Regions from separate parts of the Mus musculus genome. Here region 2 is linked to region 1. A link is a contact called in public ChIA-PET data. All regions are on one chromosome and are shown on one strand. Each heading gives the region's core, a stretch centred on a gene start, on an enhancer-like site or on the middle of the called end of the contact. The rest is flanking DNA. Distances are from core to core; before and after follow the strand shown. Region 1 overlaps Runx1 (runt related transcription factor 1). Region 2 overlaps Runx1 (runt related transcription factor 1).

The links. ChIA-PET counts read pairs in DNA pulled down with a chosen protein or histone mark.
Region 2: a contact with region 1 is called in an RNA polymerase II ChIA-PET map of memory CD8 T cells, with 17 read pairs. The contact joins two enhancer-like sites. A contact is called at or near these places in 1 of 484 Hi-C or Micro-C datasets (bone marrow-derived macrophages), 4 of 115 datasets of contacts at active chromatin or transcription factors (the HPC-7 cell line, acute myeloid leukemia, memory CD8 T cells and 1 more) and 1 of 9 other capture datasets (embryonic stem cells).

What each region holds. Positions count from the first base shown.
Region 1 is chr16:92,617,364-92,624,308 of GRCm38.p6, reverse strand. The region is part of intron 6 of Runx1 (runt related transcription factor 1); the gene reads left to right. Among named protein-coding and RNA genes, the nearest start is that of Gm30224, 25 kb to the right of the region's middle. Within about 2 kb of position 3,743, at least 171 of the 459 cell types and tissues checked have an H3K27ac peak or open chromatin away from gene starts, as enhancers often do. A contact at or near this core is called in the HPC-7 cell line, acute myeloid leukemia, bone marrow-derived macrophages and 1 more, where this site is marked.
Region 2 is chr16:92,782,604-92,789,548 of GRCm38.p6, reverse strand. All of the region lies in intron 2 of Runx1 (runt related transcription factor 1), which reads left to right. Among named protein-coding and RNA genes, the nearest start is that of Gm30281, 24 kb to the right of the region's middle. Within about 2 kb of position 2,573, at least 78 of the 459 cell types and tissues checked have an H3K27ac peak or open chromatin away from gene starts, as enhancers often do. A contact at or near this core is called in the HPC-7 cell line, acute myeloid leukemia, bone marrow-derived macrophages and 1 more, where this site is marked.

The sequences.
Region 1 (6,945 bases), core at 2,494-4,993:
TTTCACCTCTGTGGAATTTTTCTATTTCCCCTGTGTCAGAATGTTCTTCTGTGAGTTGAGAGTGTGGAATGAAGGCTCTTAAAGAAAGAACAACCCTTTGACATGACTCACACCTCAGAAGACAAAGAACAATGAATCCCTGGCTTGCAATTCAGCTTTCAGACCCTGTGTCCTGGCAGGCACAGCGCCACCCTGCCATGAGCCTGCGTTCTGCAGAGCGGGTACGGACTCCCTCTGGAGCTGTGGTGTTCAGGGAAGAGACGCTCCCTCATGCTGCGTCTCCGCGCTGGCACTTAGCCACCGGAACCACACACGCATGGTTGTGGGAACCACGGTTTGCACCCTGGAACTCTGGCTGGCTGGGACAAGTCCTATTCCTGGTAGCCTTGCGGTGTCTCTGCTATGTGGAGCACCGGCAGTGAGGATAAAGAGTCTGTGCTGGACAAGCCCAAGCAGTCCTCACTCTGGACATCACTACCATTCCCTGAAAGGGTAGCAAGGGGAGACTCTCTTGCCTTTTCATACTACAACTGAACTGCTAATGGTCAGGCCAAGATACTATCTCACCCTAACAGTACCTCACAGGCTGATGCAATGACCCCTCCTCACAGGAGGGGAGTATGCCCACTTGCCTCAACAGTAAGAGGCAAACTGGTGTCTCCATTGCAACCTCTCAGACTGGAGAGTCATGCCCTTGCTCTCTTGTTGCCTGAGCACTGTTGGTCCGGGAATAGGGAACAGTGGAGCGGTACCCAGATACTAGAGATGCCTGGAGCCAGTACAAGCCACAGCACAACCGGCATCATCTGTTCTGTTTTGGGGAATATTCTAGAGGATATTGCATTGGATCTTCTTTTCTGTCCCCATGAATATGAATTTCTCTTAATACTCTGCGGAAGAATGAACGCTGTAATCTCTGCTTAATACCCTGGTCAGAGGAACACAGGGGACAGGGCCTGAGTTCTGTCCGTTAAGCCACCTTAGAAATTCCCAAGCAGCTCTAACATTTAACAAAGTGAGTAGTACAATGCTAGACTACAAGGTTGAGCACGCACAGGCCATGGGGCTGGGGTAGAGGTGACCTCTGCTCTCCCACCAGGGTCCCGAGTGTAGGCTCAGTGACAGCCCTTGGCACAGAGATCTGGGAGCTGCGCAGGTAGCGGTGACCCCCCAAAGGAAACAAAGCCACCTAGTGGCTTGATAGAGCCTGGATTAGGTCGGACTTCAATCTAGGCTGGGCCCTGATTGACATTGTACAGGTAATAATAGATCCATCATCACCACCCTCTGCAATTCCAAAGAAGAATAGCCACTCCTTTCTTGGTGCCTACCATCACCCTAAGGCATGTTAAGGACCCTCATAAAGTCTCAGCTGTTCACTTAATGTGACCGCCCAAGGGCCAGCTCTTACTGCATCCAGTTTTCAAAAGACAGTTGGTGCTCCCCTGAAGACCCAGCAGCAGCCCAGAGCAAGCTGGACAGAACAAGCCACCTTCTGCAGGCAGCCCGGACCAACATCTCCAACATCCCCTGACCTGAGCCACATGAATAGAGCCTGCAGTGTGTGCTACTGTCAGTACATTCCACTCTGTAAGACACCCAGAGGCATGAGGTCCTCCCGCTCGCTCACTCGCAGCTTCCCACAGGAGGTGTCAACAGCTTCTGTATGAGTGACAGTCTTGTCCCTCCATACAAAGGGCTGAGCCCAAGCTCCCAAACTAAACTACCTGGGGCCTCTGACACCTGACAGTGAATTTCTCCTCACCTTATTTAAGGGAGGAGTAAGGACGAATATGAGGCTGGAGAAGAACCACTGGGGGCTGGGGACAGGAAGTCATCTTTACCCTCAGCCTTTCGAGACTCTATAGAGGAGAAAGCAATGGAGGAGAGGATGATTCAGCAGGCGCTCCTAGGATGGCACCTGCCACATGGTGGCTGAGCCTGACTACAGGCCTAGAAAACATAAGTGGACGTCAGAGGTGCAGGCAGCTCGTGCAGTGCGGTGAGGAGTCGGGGTGGGGCTTCTTTAACAAAGTTCGGCGAAATAAGTTATCTGCAGGAAAGGACACTGCAGAGACCAGACGGGGCCTTTGGTGCCCTCAGAAGCACAGTTCTGTCTGGACGCCAAAGGCCACTCTGTCTGGAGGAGAGACGGTGCCAACGGAGAATGAGAGGTGTTATGAAAACAGCGTGTTTTCTAGAAGCGGGTGACTTATCCCTGAACCCTTGCACAGGGAGGACTCTGCCTAAATACAGAGCCCTTTCCAGACCTGTCTCAGACTGATCTGGCTGAGAGGAGAGGCCTCCCTCGTGGCGAGGGCTGAGCTATTTCCCCTGGGAACTGTCTGGCAGCTCTAATGAGGAATAGCACTTTGCATTTATAGAGAGCCTTTCATCTGTGGATCTCAAAGCTGTACCACAAACATTAATTAACTCTCACACCTGGGAGGCAGGTGAGTCTGGTTACCCCCCAACCCCATTTTTAAAAAATGAGGAAACAGAGATTTGGGAGGAAAAGGATTCTGGGGCGAGCCACCGGGGTTAGGAGTGTCCCTGATGTTGGGAATAAGCATTTCAGATTTGTAGCATCCTGACCACAAAGTCAGGAGGCCTCCCCGGGATGAGTGAGGAATTTGGGTACCGGAACAGGAGATGAAGCCACACAATTCCTTCTTCCCTTTCTCAGGTGGCCTGTCACCTCCTGGGTCTATAGATGTCATTTAGAATGGGTCCCTCAGACCCCGAAGGCCTTTGAAACAGCCTTACCAGGCAGGTCTCCATCCTGGCTCACTCTGGATGCCTCCCTTCAAAGTAACCGTTGGAACAGTGACCGCAGCCGAGACGCACATGACTAACCAAAATGTCTGCAGCCAGTGGGAGACAAATGCTTGGCAAATCCCAGGGCTCTTTCACAACCCTCTTTTCTTCCAGGATCCAGAACTGGTGGGAACTGACTCCTGTTATCACTGGTTCTCACTGGTGTGCTTAGGCGATGCTAATCCAGTGCTGGCTACCTGGGGAGTGGGGGTTGGGGGAAGGAGCTCTGGGGTGACTCCTGTCTGTTCTGACTTCTGGAGCTGTTGTGGGTTTACTGCCCACCGCAGAAGCCAAAGGAAACACTGCTCAAAACCACCAGAGGCAAGCAGCCTTTCAGTTGGGTCACCTGCCCAACACCAGGGCTGTGAAAGCTGACATTGCAGAGTGGGGGGTGGGGGTGGGGCATCCTCCAAGCATCTGGGGGCGCCACCACTTTCCTACACAAGGTATCCTGGGTCTTTCTTCACAAGGGTCCCAAATGAGAAGGTGCAAGCCTCCCCTGGGGCTCGCCCTGACACATCACCCTGGAAACTGACTCAACATCTCTGTGTCCTGACTCACATCCTGTTGTGTTCTCTGAGGCATCCGAGAGGGCATTACACCAGCTACCCATGACTGAGCTGCACTGGGAGGGCGCCCTGAGGATGACTCTGCCTTCTGCCTTGCAGAAAGAGGGGGAGTCTTCTAAGGAAAAACCCAGAACAGGCCCCTTGGGTTTATCCATTCTCAGAGCAGATTTTGCGCGTTAAGAAGCAAGTGGCCCTGCATTGCATGGCCCACTGTTTATTTTCAATGGATCGAGGGTGAACGGCTTGTTGTTTTAGAGATGCCCGCCAAATACTCAAGGAACAGAGCCCTGACTACAGCAGAGCCCCAACGTCCTGACCCAGAAAACCCAGGCTGTGAGGTCAGGTGCCAGGGCCACCAAAGGCTCAAGTGAACTAGGCTGATGTCCCCGCGTGTCCTTTCCTTGGACAGGGAGGGAGGGCACAAGGCTGAATCGGGATGCTTTGAGTTTTCGAAACAGGAACATTTATTTACTCTTCTGATTGGAGTGAGCTTCATTGATCACTTTAGATACGGCTACTTCTCTTTGCCTCGGGTGTGGGGCATTCTTTCCCCCTCCTCACCCCATACGCATTAGTTACTGGCGTTCTGGCTTTCCTTTCAAATATGTTTTCAGAACCAGAAATTTCCCTTCCAAAGCTGCCTCGTCTCCAGTCCCTAAATGTTGGTGTTTTCATTTTCATTAAGTAACTGACAGTCGACATATCTTTTCAGATCTCTTATTTGGTGGCTATGGCATCTCCAGATAATCTCCAATTTTTGAAGATTTCTAAGTAATATTTCTGTTACTGGTTTTTGTTGTTGTTTTGTTTTGTTTTTCGGGGGAGGGGAGAGTGTTGTTTGGTTTTAGTTTAAGTCCTTGTGGCCTAAGGAAATACTTTGTATGATTATGCCTTCAAACCCAAGCAGTCTTCTGTGGCCTCAAGTGTAGTCTGCCTTAGCGAGTGATCTGTGTGCCTCAGAAGAAAGGAGCGGCCTACCGGTGTTCTGTAGGTCAAACTGATACTGTCCAGGTCAGCCGAGTCTGAATTTCTGCTTGCATGGTCTATCGGTGACTGGAAGAGGGTGCTAAAGTCTCCTGCCGTAAGGATGGGTTTGTCTGCTTTTCCTTGTATTGCAGTTAGTGAGACCCTTTGTTCACGGGACACCTGTGAAGGAAAATGTATTTTTGGTTTTCCGTACTATCATAACGTAACTTATCTCTTATCCCTGAAAAGCTCCATCTTCAATCGGCTTTGTAGAAAACTTGATACAGCAACTCGGGCTTTCCTTGGATTGGTGTTAGCACAGCTTCTCCACCCTTTTATGCTTGCCCTATCTGAATCTACATTTAAATGAGCCATTTGTATGCGTCAGGTAGTTAAGTTTTATTTGTAGCTTGTTCTGACAACCTCTGTGGTAGATTTAGACAATTCACCTTTATAGATACAGTTGGATTATGATCTGCCATGGTCTAACTTTTATGCCTGTTGCACCTGGTTCTTAGTCCCACCCCCGGCTTTCCTGCCTCCTCTGAATGGAATGAAACATTTTATGTGACTTCATTTTAGCTTGTTTATTGCCTATCGGGTAGGAAAATGATTTTTTTTTTAAAATAGTTTTGTGGGAGCTAGAGAGCTGGGTCAGACATTAAAGCACTGAATGCTCATCCAGTGGACCTGGGTTTGATTCCTAGTAACCACTAGTGGCTAAAGGCGGTCTGTTAACTCCAATCCCAGGGAAATCCAACACACGATTAAGGTCTCCCTAGGCACTACAAGCATGAGGTACACAGATATGATGCAAGTAATACAACACTCATATGCATTAAACAATAAATAAATAAATAAATAAATAAATAAATATTTTAAAATTGCTTCAATAATTGCTGTAGAGTTTAAAAACTAAGCCCACAATCAAATAATGTTATTCCTTAATTGTTATATGTTACTTATATTTAAACTTTTGTTTACATTTTTAAATTTAGTGTCTCTCTCTGTGTATATGTGTGTGCCTCTCCCTCTCCTCTTCCTCCTCCCTCCCTCCCTCCCTCCCCTCCCCTTCTCTCTGTGTGTGTGTATGTGTGTTTGTGCGTGTATGTGTCTGTTTCTCTCTCTTTGTGTGTGTGTATGTGTGCATGTGTGTATATGGTGTGTATATGTGTCTGTCTCTCTGTGTGTACATGTCTGTCTGTCTGTCTCTCTTTTATGTATGTGTCTGCTGTCTCTCTTTGTGTATATATGTATATGATTCTGTCTCTCTCTATGTATATGTCTGTTTGTCTCTATGTCTGTGTATGTATGTATGTATGTATGTATGTATGTATGTATGTATGTATGTGTATGTGCCTGTCTCTGTGTGTGTGCTGTCTGTCTGTCTATCTCTCTCTCTCTGTCTCTGTGTGTGTACATGTGTATGTGCCTGTCTGTGTGTGTGTGTGTGTGTGTGTGTGTGTGTGTGTGTGTGTGTGTGTGCTGTGCTGTACATATGGAGGTCAAAGGACAACTCACAAGAATTAGTGGTTTCCTTCCACTATGTGGGTCCTGAGGATCAAGCTCGTGTATTGGACAAGCGCCACTCTGCTGAGATGTATCACTTCTTTCTTATCTGTCATTATTGCCAATTATTTTCTTGATCTTTATGCTGTAACTGTCCAACAAATTGTGGCTGTTATCACTTCTAACAGTTAACTTTCAGATCCGTTATGAATAGAAAATGGGTTTTATTTTATTTGATTCACTTCTTCTGGGATGACCTCCTTTTCACCCAAGATCTAAGTTTCTGGTCCATTTCATTTTCTTTCTGTCTGAGGCCCTTTAAACATGTCTGTTGGTGATCATTGATTTCCATTTCATCAGAAGATGTACTGCTTTTCCCTTTGCATTGGAAGAATAGTTTTGCTGGGTATAAAACTCTGGGTTGGTTTCACTTTGTTCCCTTCAGACCTTTGGTGTGAGTTTTCTGTGATCGTCCAGTTGGGTTCAATGATTACAAAGCTATAGTTGACAAAGGCATGTAGTTCCCCCAGTGTCTTTGTTACTTCCTCCCTTGTTGTCTTTGAGTTTCCCATGAACTCTGCTTTAGTCTATGCTTAAAGCTCTTTGGTTGGCAGTCTACCATAAGATGGGAAACCATGAGAACTCAGTTGAGTTCCTGGGCCACAAACATGTTTCTCCTGGACAGTACTATAGCTCTCCAGACTTGTATTCTCATTATCAGTCTATATTCAGCCTCCAGCAACTTGTGACATCTCCATGTTGTACTTCCATGAGCTTCTGTTTCTAATCAACAGACCTTGGGTTGGTTTTACATGCTTGCCTGCCTCCCAGGACTTGGGTGGTGCCCTGCTTTCCTGCTAGAATTCTGTGGGAGATACAGGAAAGTCACAGATTTTCTGTTCTACTTTTTTCCTTGTTCTTAGGACAAGAATGGTAACTCCAAAACTCTTTACATTTTAGTGCTAAAAAAGGAAGAAGCAGGCCACTCTGGTATGAATTATTTGGCAGCGTCATGGTGGACTCTAAAGATGTTTTGATGTTGGTACCTTTAAGACATTCTTTTCCTGAGTGAAATATGTCATGG
Region 2 (6,945 bases), core at 1,324-3,823, 170 kb before region 1:
CATTCTGGGGCTTTTGAAATGTGCTATAAGACTAAAGACTTCACTGCTAGTGCTGTGCCAAGGTGCTTACAGAGAAACCTATGTCTCACGTTCCTATCTATCTATCTATCTATCTATCTATCTATCTACCTATCATCTATCTATAGTCTTCATGTAGACTCTTTTAGTTTGCTGGCCTGTTTTTTTTTTTTTTTTTGTCTGTTTGTTGTTTTGAGACAGAATCTTGCTAGCTTGCCTAGGCTGGCCGAACATTAAGTAGCCCAGGCTGCCCCCAGATCCACAATCCTCATGACTCAACCTCCCACATGCCAGGATTCCAGATTTATGCAACGACATGAACCTCCACAGCTTATGGGTGCATACAAAAGGCATGTCCTGGGGCTTTCTATACCTGTTTGTTTTCTGAGACAGGGCATCTTTTGAACTCAAGTCCTTGTGCTTGCAAAGCATAAGCCACCCCTTAGTTCTGTTATTACTTTGAAGATGTTTCACACGTGCTCAGGTTAGGCACTTAGTGACAGTCACTGTCACTGTCAGCCTGTTCATCACCAGGGTAGGAAATTCTTCTTGCTGGTCTCAGGGACAGCTCAGTCCTCCTGTCCTTCGGTAACAGCCATCCCTGGGAACGAAGAGGCTCCCTCACAAGGTATCGACCCTCACACAGAATCTGTGGTTCTGGGATATTTTCTCTCAGAGACTTCCCGTCTTCAGGAGGTCAGTGATGTAATTCAGGACCATGTTCCCAAGATTGATTTAAAACGAGAGGCGGGTGAGTCACCTTTTAACAGACAGCTTTCCTCTTGGTCACTCGTCATCAAAGTGGAGATCATCAGTTAAGCATGAAATTGAACATTTGTTTGGACGTAGTCGCGTCTACAAGTCCTAAGTGTCTCCCTGCGGGAGGCTCCCATTCCGGCCTACCCAGCTCAGTCACTTGCAGACAGCTCTGCAATGTTCCCGCCAGCTGTCGGCTCCTTGCTATGGAGACTCGCTCTCACCCAGATGAAGCCAAGTGCTGGCATCCCACACAGTCATAACTGCATCTCCACTCTCAGGGCCCCTTTGCCATTGATGATTAAGATGGATTAAGATCCCCTGATGACTTTCTCAGATGGGGAAGTGATTTCACATGGATTGTGATCCAGAGAGCCAAGCCTTGGATGTGAGGATCTGGAGACAGCCCAGAGGAACAAACTTGCTTCTCAGATGGAGGAAGCAAAAGAAATCAGCACTGCTTCTTCACGTGTGTGGTGACAATTCACCGTCCAGCACGGCTGTGCTCCCCAGGGCACTACAAAATTCCCCTCGTATTCGCTTGCTTTATTGCAAAAGGGCAAGGTGCAGATATATTTATCTCCTCCGTGTGCATTTAGTAAGTTGTTATCTTGAGGATTGTCTATGTGCTTATTATGTGTTCTGTCCTGGTAATGTGGCAGTGACCAAAGATGGCGATCCTCAATGGTGAGAAATACATCAAGTGAGCCAGCCTCACCTACTCAGTAAGGTCCAGGCCGTGAGAGACCCTGTCTAGGAAAAAGAAAAACAACCACAACAGAGCACTATCAAACACTATCTGAGGTATGTTTCCCCACCTCCTACCTCCACACACATCTGCACATATATGTGTGCACACATATACATACACACACACACACACACACACACACACTCATGGAGAGAGTGAGAGAGAGAAAGAGAGATTCCATTGGGATTTCAGTAAGTACTACATTCAATCTGTAGATTGCTTGATTGTCCTCTCAATGGCATGGATCACAGTCTCTCAAAAGCATGGATCACAGTCTCTCAATGTCATGGAGCACAGTCTCTCGATGGCATGGAGCACAGTCTCTCAATGTCATGGAGCACAGTCTCTCAAAGTCATGGAGCACAGTCTCTCAATGGCATGGAGCACAGTCTCTCAATGGCATGGAGCACAGTCTCTCAAAGTCATGGAGCACAGTCTCTCAATGGCATGGAGCACAGTCTCTCAATGGCATGGAGGACAGTCTCTCAATGGCATGGAGCACAGTCTCTCAGTGGTTTTGTCTTTCCATTCATTTAGGTCTTTAATTTCCAGGCTGTGCTTTGTAATCTTCAGTCCTGGCAACTTTTGCTCTGTAGTTATTTTCCTAAGGACTTGGCTTTCTACATTTCTAGCTCCTCTTAGGTGTCTCCACCCAGGAAATCTCTTGCTTTCGTTTGAGTGACAGTTATGGAGCCCTCTGCCTACGAGGGAGTCAGCACACCCTAAATCAGCAGCCTCCCTGCAAGCCTCTCCTGCCCCAGCAGCATGGCGCTGTCCTTGTTCAGAGCCACTGAAGTCTTCTGGAAATTTCCACTTCACTTCAGCCTGGTGGTTCCTCTTTCTGTGGAATGGTATCAGTGACCAGTTACTAAGAAAGTTCAGGGGACAGAAAGAGTAGGGCTTCAGATGGAGGAAGAACAGGAGGGAAGGGAGGGAAGGGAGGGAAGGGAGGGGAGGGAGAGGAGGGAGGGGAGGGAGGTGGGCAACCCTCGAGCTCAGTCTTGATTTCATGTGCTTCCTCTGGGGCGAAGGAAAGAAACCATGTGTGGTCACAAAACCCTGTACCGAAACAGAGTCCCTCCTCTTTCATCTGTCACCACATGCTAAACACTGCAGTGTGTGTGTGTGTGTGTGTGTGTGTGTGTGTGTGTGTGTGTGTGTGTGTGTGAGAGAGAGAGAGAGAGAGAGAGAGAGAGAGAGAGAGAGAGAGATTGAGGAGATCAGAACATATGTGTTCCTTTTAACTCCTACCAGATCTTGAGATCAGTCAGTCAGAGAGAGCATTCTGGAAGGAACCGTCGAGGAGGGCACTTGGTGAATAACAGCTGAGACTCAGGAAGCACAGGTCTCCAGGGTCAAACCCCCCAACCCATTCCCACTCAGATGTGGGTGCTCCCCAACCTCACTGTATCTCGGTTTTGTTGACCATAAAACAGATAGTAACACTTGCGAGACAGACACTAAGTGGAAAGCATTATGTGATCTTTGGAGAAAAGGCAGACTGTTAACATATGCTAACAATGTGTTATTCTGGGCCAGGCCCGGAGCCACAGCCACCAGAGTAGCTTGGGAAACATCTGCCAGGAACACACAGAGCACTCCAGCCTCCAAAACCATCTCTGGGTCCAACTGGCAGGAGATAAAGGCCCTCTCTGCCCAGCTGTGCCCTGTTCGCCCTCAGGCCTGAATTCTGGGACCCCTATGCTGACCTGTAACTTACCCACTTACCATGCACCCCTCTGCTTAGTGAAAGAGAGCTTTGGAGGCTGGCCTCTTTGAGGCAAGGGGTTCTATTCTGGGACATCCACTTAGGGGCAGTGCTTATGGTGGATAGGCCAGGGTGGGACAGGGACATCCACTCTGGGGCTGTGCTTACCGTGTATGTGTTGGGGTGAGGCAGTTTGTGGTTTGTTTAGGACAGAAGACAACCAGAGCTGACTAAGTGGATGAGGCTCTCTGGCTCTCCCTCACTCTCCAAATTTGAGGCATCTGGTGCTCAAAGCCTAAAAAAGATCTCCCAAAAGGAGGAAGATGAGTGTGGCAGGGGAAAGGTGGGAGGGAGCCAAGATCCACAGGGACAGCTCCTCTTATCTCCGACTGTCCTGTCATGCTCTCTAGACATGGCGGCTTTCTGAGGAGGCCCACAAGGGCTTTCTTAGGGAAATAAGGTTGATCTCTGTGGTCCCCACTTGAGTCAAATTGGCTTCTCTTCATCCTTTCTCAAACTTTCTGGTGTCCGTAAATTCTTTGAAGAGGAAGGAAATTAGGGAAGCCAAGATATTCACAGAAAAAAAGTTCAGCCCTTTCCTGATGGGCCCAGCCGAGATGTGATAGCTATCCTCAAAGCATAAATCCTGAAGGGTAGACATTTAGATACAGTAGCTAGGGAAACACGTGCATCGTGAGAGAGAGAGGGAGAAAGTGAGACACTGCACAGGGTCCCAGGTGACCACTCCCTCAGCCCACACATGGGGTGGGGCTGGCCCTGACTTTGCTACCCCAGCTTGCAAAAACCCCCACACCAGATGTACCCCAAATGCAGAGAGGACTCTGTAAAGGACCCTGAGCAGGAGGAATGGGGGGAGGGGGGGAGAGGAGCGTGTGGGATGTGTCTGATTATGGAAGCCATCTTAGACCATCTGCAGGAAAGAGACATGTCTGTCAACTTCGGGATTACACAGGGCCCCGCAGCACAAAGCAATGGATTTGAATATCAGCATGGAGAATTGTTAGGAAGGACCCGAGGCCACAGATCTATGCAGTCTGGAAGACACTCAGGCCTGTGGAGTAAGCCTTTCTCTTTGAAGGTTAGAATGTAAGTAAGAGTTTATCCTCTGGAGAAGGTCCACACAGTCCTTGCCAGAGCCCAGGCTACCTCACCCCTAATTTTAGCAATCCCCTTGCCCCAGTTATCTGTGGTCCTCACACCATTTCTTCTGCTTCCTTTGATGTTAGCTGACTCTAAGAACCCAAGGCCAGACACACTGCAGGAAGAGGCCCACTCAAAGCCTTCACTCCCCCATCTCACGGAGGCGAGAAGACGACATTTTTGAGATTGTGAAGGGAAGAACTGACTCCCAGCTTAAATTTAAATATGGCCTCTCAGGCTGAGGTGGATGACCTTGGTGCCAGTGCGCGTCTATCATCGGCCATTTGGCTCTTCCTTGCAAGATTTTGTTCACATTTATATGGTGTTATGAATGTGTAACCAAGGCTCAGCCTGTGACATTAGGAAGCAATGGGAGAACCTGGACAATGTCCCCCACCCCGCTATGGATATGACAACTCAGTCATTTTCCTCTCCCAAGAAACTGTTTCTGCTTTGGCTAAGAGATTTTTTTTTAAAGAAACCATAGGTTCAAAATTACCCTTTCGCCTCAAAAGTTAACCTCATGGAAAATGTGGCAATATTTCTATATTTTGAAAAAAAAATATGATGGTATCTGTATCTATATCCTGTTGCTTAAGACCTGATCTCTTACATACATGCATTTTGGTTTGGTTTTGTTTTAAATAATTAGGCAGGTTATTTGTGTGCTTGTGTGTGCACATATGTCTTTTCAACTTTTGTACTGCATGCATGTGCGTGCACGTGTGCATGTTCCTACAGGCCCACATGCACAGGGGGTGCCAGAGGTGAGGGCTGGAGGAGGTTGCTCAGTGGCTGTCCACTTTGTCTTTTGAGACAGAGTTCTCACCAGCCTGGAGCTCCTCCGTTTGGCCGCAGGCAAATCTCAGGGATCCATCTGTCTCTGCTCCCTGGTCCCCACCCCAGGCCCGAGATTACCAAGTAATTATTTGCAATCCAAGCTGTTTTGCATGGGTTTAATTCAATCCTCTTGCTTCTGCAGCAAGCTCTTTACTGCCTGAGAGATCTGTCCCTGCAGCCCTGGGTCTTCTTTTTAACCTCCTGGCTTCCCTGCGTAAGGAAAAGTGATAAGCTTAGGGAGCCAAGCCAAAAACACCAGGGTTCCTGCATCATTTGTTGGTCACAGTTTCTGTGCCCAGATTTTTCAATACCCCACCCCACCCCCTCAGACTGTGTCAAGGAACACTCTACAGTGAGGTGGAGTCCATTCAGACAGCGCAGAGAGGGGAAGAGCTTGGTTTTCTGGTTTTGGGGTTTTCTTTTTGAGCTAGCTGTTATTTGAGAAGTGTCAACACTGTGCCGGGAAGTCTGTTTTTAGGCCAAAGATCCTGCCCTCCTCTTCACCTTCCCCATGGGACCCCGGGAGCTCGTGGTCTACTTCATAAACATGTCCACAGTGCTTGAGAAAGAGTCACCAAGGGCCAGACATGTGCTGCTGCAGGCACTGCAATAGGGACGTCTGCGGTCTTAAACCCTGGACAAGATGAAGACACACCCCAGGTCCCCGCAGAGGTAGCCTTCCTTTTTTCCCATTGCCTCTTCTGCATCCCAACACAGGCGTCTCTGTCTGTTCCCTCCACCGGATCCCTGCCTCTCCCCCCTGGACACTGACTCCTGTCTGAGCCCCACAGCTAGGCTGAGGGACTGACTCAGAGATCAGACCTGCTTCAAGGGAACCTGACACTGGGAGGAGCTCAAAGATGGCACTACCTGGGACAATTCCTGCCCAGCAACAAGCACACATTAATAGGTCCACTCCTCCTGGCCTGACATTGCATGATCTTACATCCCTGTGGACAGGACACAAAAGCATCAAACAGATATGTTTCTCTAACACAATTCCCTGTGTTCAAACTTCTGCAAGAGAACGCTGCCTGGCTGAGGGTATGGTATCTTCAGGGCGGCAGGGGGAGGGGAGGCACAGGATATGGGTCCTTTTGCCCCATCGTGTACATTCCAAGAGACGGACAGAGGGCACAGAAAGAACAGAGTGGAGGGGAAAAAAAACCATTAGCTCCCAACGGCCTGTCCTATAAACAGAATGATAGCAGGGAACAAGAAAATTACAACATTTAAATCTCAAATTATAGCCAAGAAAGTAACTAGTACCAGTCTTTCAGTGAGACAGGCTCACTTCCTCAAAGAGAGCTGTGATTACTACTGGTGTGTGTGTGTGTGTGTGTGTGTGTGTGTGTGCGCGCACACACACACACACACACATGCACTCTTGCAAATGTATTTACTGTGTAAGAGTAATACAGGCATATCTGTCTCTGTCTATCTGTCTCTCTGTCTGTCTGTCTGTGTCTGAGTAGTGTTGGAATTGAACCCAGGACCTCATGGGTGCCGGGCAAGCCTTTTACCACAGAACTCTATTCCCAGCTCTGTAATATAACTTCATCTGAAGATGCCAATGCGTTACTCAGTCTATCATTTGAATTTACCAAAACCAATACGAAGTTGGTTCCCAGGCCATTCGGTTCCACCCTTTGTGGTCACAGCTGGATGAGCTACAAGTCTGCTGGGAAGGGTGGAGCCCAGTGTGTGTGGG